Regions from separate parts of the Zea mays genome. Here region 2 is linked to region 1. A link is a contact called in public Hi-C data. All regions are on one chromosome and are shown on one strand. Each heading gives the region's core, a stretch centred on a gene start, on an enhancer-like site or on the middle of the called end of the contact. The rest is flanking DNA. Distances are from core to core; before and after follow the strand shown. Region 1 holds the start of LOC103641968 (protein argonaute 1B). Region 2 holds the start of LOC103641978.

What was found. A called contact is a pair of places that touch in the nucleus more often than the background predicts.
Region 2: a contact with region 1 is called in a Hi-C map of leaf, with 4 times the contacts expected there. The contact joins the promoter of LOC103641978 here to the promoter of LOC103641968 in region 1. A contact is called at or near these places in 4 of 25 Hi-C or Micro-C datasets (bundle sheath, endosperm and leaf).

The regions. Positions count from the first base shown.
Region 1 is chr10:140,134,384-140,137,083 of Zm-B73-REFERENCE-NAM-5.0, reverse strand. It overlaps LOC103641968 (protein argonaute 1B), which reads right to left and starts at 1,311. Exons shown (of 23, transcript XM_008665270.2): 1 at 896-1,311.
Region 2 is chr10:140,318,351-140,321,050 of Zm-B73-REFERENCE-NAM-5.0, reverse strand. It overlaps LOC103641978, which reads right to left and starts at 1,330. Exons shown (of 6, transcript XM_008665278.4): 1 at 141-1,330; 2 at 1-19. The coding sequence starts at 496.

The sequences.
Region 1 (2,700 bases), core at 62-2,561:
ACAATACCATTGCCTTGAGATAACATCAAATATCTTGAATGCTACCATTGGTCACCATTAAGATAACATCAAACAATTTGGTAACCATTTAAGGAACATGATTTTTTTTGGCAATGCAGTGTTGCATCATTGAGTGTATAAAACTGCTTACTCTATGCTTGCACTTGTAATCAAGGTGGAGAGTTCACGCCAAGTGAGAACATCGAGCATCAGGCATAAACTATGGCTAGAACACAACAGAAATCATAGCGGAGGCTTCAGTTTCACTCATCACAATGTGGTGCGCTAAAAAAAAGAACCCTCGCTTGTCAGTCAGCCAGATACAAAGACAACAACAAAAATAGCAACCTGAACCCAAATTAACCACAGATGGATACCAAGGGACAGCAAAGAAAATACACATAAACAGAATGGACTTTTTTTTAACCCTAACGTAGAGGCAAATAACCATACAAGCATATAGCCAGCAGAGGGAGGAAGGCTACATCACTATGCTGAGGCTTTAACGAAGTAATCAGTCCACCCGAATACGAGCACTGCACACCTGAAAGAACAGATGTTCCTTATCTCAGAAAGCAAGTAAGCCTCCCGTTCCACATTAAGCGCTTGGCGTAGACAAGCTAAAACGATCACCAAAAAAATAAGAGTAGCAAATCGTCAAGCTCTCACTGGATCAGTTTACAGGCAGCTAGAACCGGACAAATCAACCGACAGACCCCACAAAATCCACGAGCACCCGCTCGAGCTCGTTCACTCCAAGCAACAGCACCGGCGCAGCGCAGCGCAGCAAACCCACCCCGGAAACGACCGAACGCTGAAGCTGCACACACCGCACTGAGCTAGCACGCGAAAAAAGCAGCGGATCTAGCAGGTTACGGCAGGGAGGGAGCGATACCTGAGCAGGCTCGGCAGACGGCTGCGCGCGGGACGGGAACGGAGGGGGGAGGGCTAGTTACCAGCTCCACCAATGGCACTCTCTACTGCCGCAGCGCTGCTGCTGTACAGGGTGCTCCGCTGCGTGCCCACGAGCACCACCACCACTCCCGCCTCCGCCTTTTTTTGAGGAAGGGAGGAGGTGGGGGAAGGCGACGGTCGCTTGTGGTTAATTAGCGTCAGCGGTAGTGCGGGTGCGGCTCACTGGAGAAAGCAGAAAGCGCCGAAGCGAGGGCAGGCAAGGCAGCGGCAGTGCTGGGGCCTGGGTGGACTGGGTGCCCGTGTCAGGAACCCAGTCATGGTCAGCCGGTCAGGTCGCGGGGCGGGGTGGGGCGGGTCGCGTCGCCGTAGACCCGGTGACCCGTTCTGGGCGGGATTAGTACCGGAGAACGTGGGAGTGGGACGGATGCCACTGACGTTGTGGGGCCGAGGCGGCCTAGGACACTAGGACACCTCGTGCGCGACGCCGCCGATGAGATTAGTGCGCAAAGGACAGGGGGTGTGGCTGTCAGGAGTGGATACTATACTGGTGCCCCCCTTCGCCCGGATATTGCCCAGAGGGACGAAAGACGTTTCGCTTGCTGATTGGATATCGCCTCGCTCTCGTGTCCTCCAGTCCCGTCCGTACGACGCGATCATACCGCAGCACCCGACCGAGCGAAAACAATACAGATCACCATCGAGTCGAGCGTACGGCGTGATAGATAAACAAACGATCACGGATCCATCCATCAATGGCCGTGTTGCCAACGGGCAACGGCGACTGCTTGCAGTGGGGGTCGCTGTCAATGGCTCAATGCAGTTCCGTTTCGTCCAGGCCCGTACGTATAGAGGTATGAGAACGATTCAAACGTGCGCCTCTCGAATCTCGATGCTCGCAACAAACATTAGCGGCACGTCCGTACGTAGTGGCATTTGCTTCCCAACTTTCGACGAGCATAGATAGGTCTACGACGGCCACCCTACTGGATGGGTTCCGCACACGGTGCCGCACGCAACAGTGCGTGGGCCTCCACTGGACTGCTCAAAACACTAGCCCACCGGCGTAGGTCCTGACCTCGCGCCGATGACACCACGATCCCACTGGCTGCGCGGGTCCAGACCGCAGCGAGCGGGTGCCGATGCAGCACCGGCGCGTGGGAGTGGCGCAGCCGCGCAAGTTGCCTGCTGGATGGATACTTGGAAAGGATAAGACGATGTGGGCCCCGGCTGCGAGTGCCCGCGGCTCGATGACGGGGACGATATGGAGCCCGCCGTACGGATACATAAATACAGCTGTAGCTAGTTTAGGAGCCATAAAATTCAGATTGGAGAACTATGAACCTCTTAGATTTAAAATTAAATAATAAGTAGATTCTAGCCTTTTCAATATCCTCTGGTTTTTATAGCTCTCAAACTAGCTTTTAGAGGGTGGCCAGTCGACTGCTCGGTCCTCACGACCACAATAGCCACAAGACTTAAATGCCGAGATTTTTAACCAATTTTTATAAAAATCACTGGTTCAGAACCGTTCAAAATCAACGTGAACATTGAAATAACATAGTCATTGTGATATTAGAAAATCATCACTTTCTATATCTTAATTTCTGTAGACTCTTTTATCCTCCCTCGCACGTAATATACCGTTAGATTCTTCCCATACATCCAGTTTCTTAGAAAAACTTCTTATATAAAAAGTTGAACTAAACAGACCCTACATCGTTAGAGGTGGTCATGGCCGCGTGCCCGGCCTGTTTGGCAAAACTTGTTTTAAAAAATCTATAAATC
Region 2 (2,700 bases), core at 81-2,580, 180 kb before region 1:
GTCACGCGCTCCCACGCTGCTGAAAACCATGCAGAACGTCGGCTTGTCAGTCGTACAAGAGCACGCATCGAGGTAGCAGTCATGTCGATCGTATGCGGCGCGGGTGGGATTGGATGTGTATGCCGGTGCGGTGTACTTACGGGGCGCTCTGGTTCCAGGCACAGTCGGGGCCGGGGCCGCGCTCGCTCGGCAGGCTCGAGTCTGCCGCTGCCACCATGCCGACCCCGGCGGCGAACGTGCCGGCGTAGGGGATCCAGGAGGGGAAGGGCGTGTGCGCTTGCGTCTGCCGAGGAGACTCCCACATGCCGGTGTCTCGTGAAGGGGAGGAGCTGCTGCGACTGCCACCGACTACTGGAGCTTCGTGTGCTTCTTGGGCCATGAAATATACTACGGAACTAGCTGTGCCAGTGCAGTGCCTGCTGCTACGTTGCAGTCCTGTCTGCAGAAGAGAAAGAGATGCCCGTGCGGCGTGCATGCGTGCGTACGCGGCGCGCATGGAGCAGACGGCACTACGGACGCAGTGGACCAGGTTGACGGATGGGGCTATATTTTTGTAGGTGCGCGACGGATGGGGCTTTTCCTTTGTCCTCCCGAGGCGTGGGGTTATCGAGGGTGATATGTTGTCGTCGGTATGACGTGATCATTTCGACAATACCCGTCTCGAGCCTCAGGTCGATATATATTATCAGCAGTTGAGCAGAAACTATAGCGAGTCATTTCGATTTCTAGCACCACAATCATTGTCGGGACAGACGGCCCTCCTCGACATTCAAATCGAGACAAAGCACAAAAAGAGTCTAGTTAAATCTCTTAACTATATTAGCATTCATCTATTTCATCTAGAGTAAAATACAGCAGTGGTCCTTAAACTTGTCATGTTGTGTCGTTTGGGTCCTCGAACTTAGAAACCCAGCAAAACGAGTCCTCTAGCTTAGTCGTTCCATGTAAAATTGTCTAAACTAGATTTGCTCCAATTGGATGCTGACATGATATGACACATTGGAGCACACTAATCAAAGTTTGGGGACGCAAGTGACATAGCATACCAAGTTCTTGAACCCAAAGAGACATGTCAAGTTCATGGATCCAAGTGAGTCCAATGTGGCACGACACGCTGACATTTGGTTTGAGCAAAACTGGTTTTAGACGATTTTATATGAACGAACTAAGTTATAAGTTATAGGACATGTTTTTGCTGATTTTCTGAGTTCGGTGACCCAAGTGACACAATGTGCCAAGTTCGAGGACCGTTGATGCAATTCACTCTTAAAAACCAAGTGTTCTCTCTTGCAGTATTGAGAATAACCAGGGGCAGATCTGAGGGGGGGCTAGGGGCTCTACCCCCCCCCCCCTCCCTCGACGCCTGCACAGACAGTGGAGGAAGAAGGGAGAGAAAGGAAGAAAAGGGGTAGGGAAGGAGAAAAAGGGAGAGAAAGGAAGAAAACCAGGAAGAGAAAAAAAGAGAAAGAAAAGGATAAAATGGAGATAATCAGCCCCCAGCCCCCCTTGCGATGGATCCTGGATCCGCCACTAGAATAACTATATAAATAACATCTTCGTATGGTTTTTAAGGAAAATTTTCTGATGTAGCATAATGTGTTCATGATGGCATGGATGTTCATAACCCCCTAAAATGTTGAGTGTTGACTGTATATAACCCCTAATTTTAAAAGTTGCTAATGTATAGTTATTAAAGTATCTGCTAACATTCAAATGTCTCTGAATGGTTTTGCCAGACTAAATTTCCATTATAAAATGTCACATATTGGTTTGATTACAAATGTCAAAGCATAAGTACATCTATAAGATAAGTATGCCTAGCTTGCTAAGGTTGGTGTGGGACAGGAAGAAAAGGAACTCATTGGTGAACTAGCCATATAGAAGAAAGTGGGAGTGAAAAAGGATGTGGAGGGGATGTCGTTAACATAGACACTCTGGGTGAGCTTGGTTTCCTTGCTAGATACCATGTTGCCTTGCCCAATAAGAAGTTCGGGTGAAATGGAGGTTTAGTTTCTAGGCAACGACAAATTACACCTTGATTTTTTCAAACTTTCCATGCTAAAAGAGGCGGACAAATTTTGCTCTCCTGCACAAGTGAGGTTCGGGTCGCCTTGCCCAACGAGCACATGTTAGGTTAGCTCTAAAACCAAGCACGCCCTATGTGTGAGCATAGATGCCATCGAGGAGTGATGGTGGTAGATCATGAGACAAGCAGTCATAAGTTGCTTGCAAAAAGGTGTGGTAGGCTAGAAAAAGATAAGGTAAAGGAATGCATGCATACGGGGCAGTGAGAATGAAGGGTAAAAAAGAATGTACACACTTACAACTATGCTCATGTGATAATCAAGTCATCATGATGAGGTTATTGTAGTATGACAAACTATCTCAAGGGATCATTTGAAAGGTATCTAAAATAGTAGTCATTATAGTTTAGAGGTTATGCAGTCAATCCTCAATATGTTAAGTAGTTATGTAATTTTTTCTATTATTTGTTGATTCATAGTGTTGACGACAAGGGAGGCGTAGAATGGGGACGGTGATGAGAGGAGGGAATGGACAGGCTTGGTAGCAAGAGATGCAACTACAATGGGAGGAGGCAGGGTGACGATCGTTAGTGTACATGTATCATGAGATGAGCATGACAAAGAAAAGAGCATGCGACGGGCAAGCCCACATGGGTGTGTGGCATATAGGGCAACA